Regions from separate parts of the Mus musculus genome. Here all the other regions are linked to region 1. A link is a contact called in public Hi-C data. All regions are on one chromosome and are shown on one strand. Each heading gives the region's core, a stretch centred on a gene start, on an enhancer-like site or on the middle of the called end of the contact. The rest is flanking DNA. Distances are from core to core; before and after follow the strand shown.

What was found. Hi-C and Micro-C count contacts between places; a contact is called where the count stands out from the background.
Region 2: a Hi-C map of muscle stem cells shows a contact between it and region 1, with 3 times the contacts expected there. The contact joins the promoter of Fbxo11 here to the enhancer-like site in region 1. A contact is called at or near these places in 13 of 39 promoter capture datasets (the 3T3-L1 cell line, 3T3-L1-derived adipocytes, the C10 cell line and 7 more), 1 of 15 datasets of contacts at CTCF or cohesin (CD8 T cells), 11 of 484 Hi-C or Micro-C datasets (the C10 cell line, the HPC-5 cell line, LSK cells and 8 more), 8 of 115 datasets of contacts at active chromatin or transcription factors (CD8 T cells, the HPC-7 cell line, bone marrow-derived macrophages and 3 more) and 1 of 9 other capture datasets (adipose tissue).
Region 3: a Hi-C map of muscle stem cells shows a contact between it and region 1, with 5 times the contacts expected there. The contact joins two enhancer-like sites. A contact is called at or near these places in 1 of 39 promoter capture datasets (the C10 cell line), 2 of 15 datasets of contacts at CTCF or cohesin (CD8 T cells and large pre-B cells), 12 of 484 Hi-C or Micro-C datasets (3T3-L1-derived adipocytes, B cells, the C10 cell line and 9 more) and 4 of 115 datasets of contacts at active chromatin or transcription factors (bone marrow-derived macrophages, embryonic stem cells and fibro-adipogenic progenitors).

Annotation. Positions count from the first base shown.
Region 1 is chr17:88,130,396-88,133,471 of GRCm38.p6, reverse strand. Gm4832 (predicted gene 4832) reads right to left here. Exons shown (of 2, transcript NM_001190356.2): 2 at 2,289-2,776. The coding sequence starts at 2,757. The coding sequence ends at 2,356. Among named protein-coding and RNA genes, the nearest start is that of Gm4832, 6.4 kb to the right of the region's middle. Within about 2 kb of position 1,336, at least 100 of the 459 cell types and tissues checked have an H3K27ac peak or open chromatin away from gene starts, as enhancers often do. A contact at or near this core is called in 3T3-L1-derived adipocytes, adipose tissue, adipose-derived mesenchymal stem cells and 6 more, where this site is marked.
Region 2 is chr17:88,064,327-88,067,352 of GRCm38.p6, reverse strand. It overlaps Fbxo11 (F-box protein 11), which reads left to right and starts at 1,308. Exons shown (of 23, transcript NM_001081034.3): 1 at 1,308-2,344. The coding sequence starts at 2,101. It overlaps Gm45950 (a long non-coding RNA gene), which reads right to left and starts at 1,228. Exons shown (of 2, transcript XR_385899.1): 1 at 786-1,228.
Region 3 is chr17:88,254,859-88,258,016 of GRCm38.p6, reverse strand. The region is part of intron 3 of Gm31615 (a long non-coding RNA gene); the gene reads left to right. Among named protein-coding and RNA genes, the nearest start is that of 1700116H05Rik, 51 kb to the left of the region's middle. Within about 2 kb of position 1,751, at least 289 of the 459 cell types and tissues checked have an H3K27ac peak or open chromatin away from gene starts, as enhancers often do. A contact at or near this core is called in 3T3-L1-derived adipocytes, bone marrow-derived macrophages, fibro-adipogenic progenitors and 1 more, where this site is marked.

The sequences.
Region 1 (3,076 bases), core at 87-2,586:
ACATACATCTTTATTCAGTGGTTCAAGAGATCCCAAGAGGAATTTCTAGTCTTAAGGTTTGACAGCACTAGTTTTCTGCCCTCTAGGCAGCCCATGGTCATTTCTCCTTCCAATGGCACCATGTGACAAGGACGAAGTTACCACAGTCTGATACGGCTGTCAGCATTCTCTCAGTCCTGGGAAATCGAGCCGCTGACATGTGCATGCAATGCCTCCTGCAGCGCCCAGCTTGTATTTCTGCACCTGCATCCTGAGCTCCTGCTTCCTTCATCTGCTTCTGAGGGGAGAGGACTGCATCAGTGGGGCCTGTGTCTCCTGGCTGCCAGACCACAACTGAGAAAATGCGGAGAGCCGCGCTTCTCTCCACACTCTGCCGTCCTCGTGAGCTGGCTTCCCATTACAACACCAACCATCCAGCTCTGGGAGGAACTCGCCCAAACTCTCTGTCTCAACAGGCATCGCAAAGCAGCACGCTGTTCTCCACGCTGCTCTGTGAAACCAAGCCTTCTTGGACCCCATTTCTGCAAGTGGTGCTTGGTTTCGTTGTTATTTGTTTTAGTGGTGTGGACTTTGTCAAGCAGACCTCGCTTGGTAACTGAAGATTCTGGATTCCTCTCCGTAATGATTTTGAGGAGACAGCAATTTCCTCACCATGGGTGACTCACTATGTTTTCTGTCCTGAACGTTCTGATTGGGCTCTTTTCATCTTGGCTGCTGGAGGATCATTGTCATCACGAGTGACCCGGGAAATTCATGACTAAGTGTCTAGTTTGGAGGAAACAAATGGTCACGGATGTCCTTTACCCTAGGAAGACAATAGTACAAAAGGCAGAAATTGGCACCAGTAGCCGAAGTGTACAAAACTCCGGCAGATGTCGTCTTCACGTCCGGACCAGAACTAAGTTTGATGATGATGATTTGTGATGCCTTAGATTATGGAAAGAAGAGTGAGCCCAAACACACACGTAAGCCCTCAAGAAGGAATGCAGGGACGCAATGACAGGGGACTGCAAAGGTGACCTGGGCTGGCGAACACGTGCTGGAGGCTGGACAACAGCAGAAGGAATACCGGTGACTTATCTGCCTCAGTGGGGCAAATTTCTAACACAGGGACTAATAAACTGTAAAAAAGCTTCCTTTAACATTTTAGTCGGGATACTTTTCCCAACAAACTTAAATACCTAACCTCCTTATGCTTTGGACCAATCTTCCCTTCCCAGTGCCAACCCCTGGCAGAACATAATGCCCTGAAGTCATGAGGTTGGGAAATCTTGCCTGCTAGGTCTGAGGTTGCATGCATTCCTGGTGTGAAGAAAGCAGAGTACGTGGCTCTCAGCTGCACTGTAAGAGCCTGTTGTCTTCAGGGTTCCCCCTGACCAAGTCTTCCGAATAACCCATGACACTCCTGGCCAATTACAGTTCAAGAAATGCACACTTTACTCCCTATAAAGAGGGTGCAGCGCAGAAGGAATGCCTTGCAGAAGGGGCGCAGAAGGCTATGGATTTTTGCTAGTCATCGTTCAAGTTGATAAAAGACAATGAGCTTTCCCAGAAGGTGAGATTTAATGTAGCCGTTACCCAGCACGTGGTGATTACACAAGACATTAAACAAGAGACCCTGCTCACATGAGCGGCAGCAACTTTTTTTTTTTTTAAGTTGTATATTGTAGACTCCAGGGAGTACTTTTTAAAAAAGATTTATTTATTTATTTTATGTATATGAGTACATGTAGCTGTACTGATGGTTGTAAGCCATCATGTGGTTGCTGGGAATTTGAATTTAGGACCTCTGCTCACTCTGGTTGGTCCTGTTCACTCCAGTGCTTGCTCAGTCCCTGCTCACTCCAGCCCAAAGATTTATTTATTATTATTCGTAAGTACACTGTAGCTGACTTCAGATGCACCAGGGTGTCAGATCTCATTACAGGTGGCGTGTGGTTGCTGAGATTTGAGTTCAGGACCTTTGGGGAAGCAGTCAGTGCTATTAACCGCTGAGTCATCTCTCCAGCCCCCTCCAGGGAGTATTTTTACGCTATGATCTCTTGAAGGAAGTTGTGCATCTGCTGGACACAGGAGACAAATGGCTGGGTCCATGGCCTTCAGGAGAGCAGACACCCTCCTGCTTTGCTCTGAATTCCCACCCTGTCCTCTTCAGAAAGAAAGGACTTATGAGTTTAAGACAAGGCTACAAATCAATCTCTTTGAACAAATATCTTATTACTGTCTTAGTATTCCTTTGCTATGAAGAGACAACATGACCATGACAAGTCTTTTTTTTTTTGTAGAAATTATTTTTAGTTTATTTGTCCTCTCAGAAATCTGCACATCACAGCAAAACATCGAGTCACCGCAGATCTACTCCTTTTGCTTTTTGCCAGCACCATCATTGGCCTTCGTTGTGCCCTTGACCTTCTTTATTCTGTTCTTACGTTCCTTTCGCTGTTTCCGGGAGGTCTTTTTCTTCTCATAAAAGCCATGTCTTGCGAGTCCGTGTTTAGGCTCATTCTTCTTAGCATAATCTAAAGAATCATAGCTCATGCCAAAGCCAGTGGTCTTGCCACCACCGAAGTGGGTTCTGTATCCAAATACAAAGATGACATCTGGTGTGGTTTTGTACATTCTGGACAGCTTTTCCCGAATTTCTGTCTTTAGTACTGTTGCCTTCCCAGGATGAAGGACACCAATGACCACCTGTTTCCTCTGAAGCAGGCGGTTGGTCATGAACTTCCTGGTCCGAAGGGTTACTGTGTCATTCATGATGGCTACAGCTCCGGAGCTGGAGAGGAGGAAAAGAGGGACCGTGACAACTCTTAAAAAGGAAAGTATTTAACTGGGGCTTACAGTTCAGAGGTCCATTGTTATAGTGGAAAGCATGGTGGCATGTAGGTAGACATGTTGCTGGAGAAACAGCTGAGAGTTCTACATCCAGATCTACAGGCAGCAAGAAGAGAGAGACACTGACACCTCAAAGCTGGTCTCCAGTGACACACTTCCTCTAAGACCACACCAACAAGGCCACACTTACTAATCCCTGTCAAGTAGTATCACTCCCTAATGACCAAGCATTCAAACCTAT
Region 2 (3,026 bases), core at 59-2,558, 66 kb after region 1:
CCAGCCTGATCTACAGAATGAGTTCCAGGACAGCCAGGACTACACAGAGAAATTCTGTCTCAAAAAACCAAGAAAGAAAAAAGAAAAAAAAAAAGAAAAAGAAAAAAAGAAAAAAAGAAAAAAATCTGTAATTTACACATAGCACAATACCGTAGACTTACCTCTCCTGTGCGTCCCTTAGAATTCACTTTTCTCCCTCCCTTTCTGAAGCTTTGTAATGTTTTATCTATCTTAAGCCTAGAAAGCAATCAATGAAATTCAAGTAGAAAATCACTGACAGCTCCGAAATGAGGGAATCCAGAGATAAACCACTAGCTATGCAATAAGGAATAGTGAGCGGAGTACATTTTCAGTCTTCATAACGGCGGCCAGGGAATAGAAACACATTTTCCTTGGGGAGAGATTGTGCTAAGGGGACCAGACACAGATACAAAAGATTATTCCTCTCGGGGGTTTATCTTTCTTGACTTCGTGGGACCTAAAACAAAACCAATATAATCCATCACAACCTCCACCCGTTTTATTTTACTTCTTCCGGAACACCATGTAGACCACTTGCCCCCCCCCCCCCCCCAAAAAAAAAGCCTAAAGCAAACTAACTTGGTTAAAGATCTAAAACATTCTGAAAGTTTGGGCGACAAAAGCTGGAACCGACTCCAGACTCTCTCTTAAGTTCTCAGCAGAGCCGAAACAAGATTTCTTAAGGTTTGCAAATAAATCCCTTCAGCTGGACTAAAAACGCACAGAGCCTGGAGCGCTCCCTACAGCTGAGAGCTTGAACCTACCGAGCCCAGAAATCCGGAGTTACCCAAGACGGAGTCCCTCACTCCTTGTGGCGTTTAAGAGAACCAGGTGAAGGTTGGGGTGGAGGGAGGCTGAACCGGCAAAAGGCAGGATTAATCACTTCTCCCAATTGCATCAGCAGCCCCCGCCCTTCCTTCAGAGCACCTCCTATCCTAGAACCTTCGCTACGTACTGCCGCTCCTTCGCCCACCCCCGGCTCCATTATATGCCCTGATACCTCCCCATTATCACCCGCCCTGCCACACTCCCCCCTTTCCTCTTTCCTCCTCCTCCTCCTCCGTCGGGGAAGGAGGAAACCCGAGAGAGGAAACAGGGTGTTGGAGGAAGGGGGCTCCGCGATAAGAGAGGAGGCTCCATTGGCTCCGACACCGTACGGGCGCTTCCCATTGGTCAGGCCCCGCCGGAATCCACGCCCCCTCTGTCCCCGCCCCCGCCCCTCCCCCGCCGGCTCGCGGCCCTCCCCCCGCGCCCCCCGGCCAGCCCCGCGGCGGGGAGGGACCGACAGGGCTTGAGCGGAGAGGCTCCGGCGGTGTCAATGGCTCCTCCTGCCACGGAGCAGCAGCAGCAGCAGCAGCGGCAGCAGCAGCAGCGGCAGCGGCGGCGGCGGCGCTGGGGCTGAGGAGGGAAGGTTCCTTTAAGGAGGAGGAACGACGACGCCTCTTTTGCCCCTATCTCCTCCCTTTTACACTCATTTCCCCTTCGCCGAGGGTGGGGGTGGGGGGGGCGGAGGAGAGAGAAGAGGCCGAAGAAAGAGAAAATTCCTCGCAGGGCGCTCTTTCAGGGGGTGTGGGGGGAGGACGAGGAACGGAGGAGCCGGGCGCCCCCCGCGCGCTCCCGCCCCGCTCGGCTCGCCCTCTCCGAGATCGCCCGTCCGCCCACTCCCCCCGCCGCCGCCGCTGCCGGAGACGCCGCTCGGGAGTCGGCGGGCCCGGCTCGTCTGCTCGGCCGCCGCCGCGCTTCGCCTCGGGCTCCCCAGGCGGACGGACGCCCTTTCTTTCTTTCTCTTGCCCGGCCCGTCTCTCTGTCTGCGTCCCTCGCGGCCGCCCCGCCCGGCGGCCTCGGCCTTGCCCGTGCGCCAGGCCCGGCCGGCGGGCCTCGCTCAAGCTCCGGTGGTGCCCCCAGCCTCCCCGCGGAGCCGGGGGAAGCTCACGCCCGGTGGCCCCCCGGTCCCCGCGTCCCCGGCCGCCCCGCTCCTTCCCGCTCCCCACCCCCTTCCTCCCCGGCCCCGGAGCTCGCGGTGCGTGTGCGCGTGAGTGTGTGTGTCCCTCCGCCAACGCCGCCACCTCAGCCCGGCAAATGAACTCCGTCCGAGCCGCCAACCGGAGACCCAGGCGAGTGTCGCGGCCGCGCCCGGTGCAACAGCAGCAGCAGCAGCCCCCGCAGCAGCCGCCGCCGCAGCCGCCTCAGCAACAGCCGCCGCCGCAGCCGCCCCAGCAGCCGCCGCAGCAGCAGCCCCCGCCGCCGCCGCAGCAGCAGCCCCCGCCGCCGCCCCCGCCGCCTCCGCCGCCGCCTCAGGATCGGAACAACGCCGGCGAGAGGGGTAAGGCCGCGCTCGGGGCCTGGCTGGGCGGGCGGGAGGCCGGGCGGGGGCGGCGGCGGCGGCGGCGGCGCGCCCGGGGTGGGAGACGGAGGCCGAGCGGAGGCGGGTCCCACCGTGCCGCAGTGTTCGCCTGGGCCCGGCCCGGCCGGGCCTGGCCGGCAGGAAAAGCCGCGGCTGCGCGATCCGCCCGGGCTGCGGCTCAGGCCGCGCTTTGTTTGGTTTCGGGGCTGGCACCCTCCGTCCCCACCCCTCCTTGGGGCTTCCCGGCTGGCTCGCCCACCCCACGGGAGTCTGTTCGCGGCCGGGGGCGGGCAGGAGGGTGGGATTTCCCCCCTTTCTGCGCCTGGCTCGATCTGGGCTCCCCCTTTCTCGTGGTAGGTGGGGGGACGGCTGGCTGCGTGGGGCGGTGAGGCTGGCCGGGGAACTTGTTTTCCCCTTCTCTGTGGGCTCCCCCTTGCCCTGGAGGAGGGGGAGAGGAGCGCCGGAGTGGTCCGCCGCGCTGGCTGGGGAACTTGCGTGCCCCCTTCCAGGTCGCAGGGCAGGGGGAGCCTCGGCCCCTCTCTCGACCACAACATCTTTGCTGCACAGTTTGCCTTTAGTTACAGAACCCCGGGGAAGAACCCGTTAAATCAATACCTTTAAATAAATAAATATAGAAGCTATCGGCCATTTCCAGCCCCCT
Region 3 (3,158 bases), core at 502-3,001, 120 kb before region 1:
TACTTACATATAACAATAAATAAAATCTTTAAAAAACAAACAACAGCCAGTCCCAGCACTCGGGAGGCAGTGGCAGGTGGATTTCTGAGTTCGAGGCCAGCCTGGTCTACAAAGTGAGTTCCAGGACAGCCAGGGCTATGTAGGTTCTCGAAAAAACCAAAAAAAAAAAAAAAAAAGAAAGAAAAAAAAAGAAAGAAAGCAAACTAACTTTTCAATAGGGCACAGGACAGTGTATGTGTGTGGTGGGTAGCATTTGTGTACCTGTCTGTAAGATTGAAGAGATACAAAGTGACCCCCGGGAAAGTGATCTCTACCGTAGAGACCTCCCACCCACTCATTGCAAACTAAGGGTCTTTCTTTTTGTTAGGTTAGTTTGTTTGTTTTTTGTTGTTGTTGTTTTTGTTGTTGTTTTTGGAACACTTACCAGCGCAACACTGGGTATAGGAAGGGTGTAAGGAGGCCCAGTTACCCTGCCAGGACTAGGGAACACTAAGGAGAACTCTGGTACCTGAGCTCAGGCTGCAGAGAAGTGGATGCTGCCCTGCTCTGGTTATGACACAGCTGACCCGCACACAGACTGGCTGGGAACACTGGAGAGATCTGATTGGAACCAACCACCCTGCTAGGGGAAACCTACTGGGATTGCCTACAGCAAGAACACTGCCCTTCCTCCTGCTGCCTGGAGTCTCCCTCTAGTGCCCAGATTGGCAGTTTTTCAGTTAACAGCTTAATAATTAGCTCACCAAACACTCGTGCAATCACACACTAATATGATCTGTCCTGTTCGCTGGGATACCTCAGTGCTTAGTTTCCTGGTATAAAACACAAACGGAAAACATTTGTTGATGAAGGTGGAGCTTACACTAGCTGTTTTCCAGTCTGCATTCAAAGGCAAGAAGAGTCCAAAATAACCTCGGTTGTCCTGCCAAAATTTAAGCTCATTCCTGGCTCTATTTATATTTCTCCCAGTTGGCTCTTGGCGGGGCTGTAGGAGGCAGCATAGATAGCCTAGGGCTTCGGAGAAAAATGCAGGTCCAGTGTAAAATCCCAGCCCCTCTAAGAGTTGAGATTCTCGGGCAAATTACTCAGTACCAAAGGCTTGCTTCCCTCATCTGCAAAATGCAGGTGATGATGCTGTGGGGCTTAAATAAGGCAGTCCTGCGGGGGCATGTGTTCCTCAAGGGCTCCCGCCCCACACCCCAGAGGGGTGGGCCCGTGAGTAGCTTGCCCGGATTTCCTGATCGCTGACCATGGTCCAAGCGGGAGGGCCATGGATTCGCCCATGGCTTCTAGGCAGGCCAAAGATTGTAGCACCTCAGTAGGCTAGGCATGGCACCAGGCAGACAGCTAGAGCCCAAGCTCGGCAGCCCAGGACGGCCCTAAGAATTGCGAGGGAGTTTCCTAACAACCCTATTTCAAATTTCCTAATAGTGGAGTTTCAAAGCCAGCTACCTCCTGCCCAGCACAAACGAGGGTGTGGTTGTGTTCACATTCACACTGAAACAAAAGAAAACTAGCAGAGCACCCCCACCCCCCACCCCTACCCCCTGGGCCTCGCTCAGCTCCGGACATTTTCCCAGGCACCCGGTGCAGCCGAGCTACGGGCACGCCCTACGGCCGCTGCACTTTCCAGAGCCAGGGTGCAGCCTCCCCCAAGGTCGGATCCCAAGGGGCTCCAAGGACCCGGCCCCCGGGTGAGCTGGCCGGTTTGCCTTGCCGAGCTAAGTCCGACCCGCAGTTGCAGCCAGATACTGGCCCAAGGCCTGTGGCTGGGCTCAAAATCGTCCTCTCCCGGGCTGGAATCCTGGGAATGTCGCTGCGGGGAAGCATCTGGCTGGCCTCCGGGCGGCAGGAGGGGGTCAAACCTTTTTCGGGTGATTTTGCACAAAATTCTCCCTACACCAAGGGCTGCGGTCCTGGGAAGTGGAAGCCCAAGGAATGACAAGAGAGCTGCTCGCTCCTTCTCCAGGTCGCCTTCGTCATGTCTAACTCCCGATACGCTGCCGGCGAAGCAGACAAAATGCCTTTTCCCCGTTCCGAAGACCCCTTCTTTGTGTCTATGGAAGTTCCTTCCTCGGTTGCGAACCATCTATGCCACCCGAGCGGGTCTTTCCAGCTGGATTGTCGCCACCTCGTGGCTACCTTGGTCCTTCGTCCCCCTAAGCCCTTTGCTCTCTTTGGTCTCAAGCCTATTTTTCTTTTCTTTCTACAACCAGCTATGGACTGAAACTTTATAATCCTGTTCTCTGGGCTTAGGATGTGAGCTGGGATACCTCTGTCCCCTTCTTTCTGTTACACCGCTCGCCTTCTTAAAGAGAAACGAAGCAGGTGCTAGTTGGAGGGCAGGAGTCACCGGGTTGGCAAGCCTGTGGGGGCTCGGTGTGAGGCGCCAGTCCTCTCTCTACCAATTTCCCATGAGACAAACTGATGATTAAGAAGACAAACGCACTCTGTCTTGTTCCTACTGGTTAGTGATGCTATTACACTCGATGAGTATTATTAAAGGACCCCTGTCATTAGAGACTCCCTGTTATTATTGTTATTATTATTTAGCATTTATAATGTATTCCTTATTTTCAAAACACACTATTATCTCCCTGGACTTTCCAAACACAACTGAGCGGCAGGCAGGTGACAACTTCATAAAATAGGGAAACTGAGGCACTGTAATTAGTACAGAGTTATTGGATTAATGAGTCAACAGTAGTCATTTCTCCCCAGAAGATTACTGCCTTACTCTGAACTCATGGATTCCAGTAAATGGTGATCCTGGTTTGGGAAGCTAGTTTCTCACACTCACTTTTATGACCCACTTGTAATCACGTTAGAAACCCAGTCAGGGAAGTCTTCGCACTTATGAGTCATTACTTCAAACTCATTACTGGGCACCTGGGCCACCTTAATTGTATTTTATTTTACAAGTCGAATTATTGTGATTATTGTTACTTAGTATAATAAGTATTTATTGTATTCTGCTAAAATGTATATAATGAATCTCTGTTTTTAAAAAGTAGTAACATTAGTAAGATGGATATATTTTGATCTAGAGAACAAATAGCTCTCTTTCTTTCTTTCTTTCTTTCTTTCTTTCTTTCTTTCTTTCTTTTTCTTTCTTTCTTTGTTTGGATTTTCGGGACAGGGTTTCTCTGTGTAGCCCA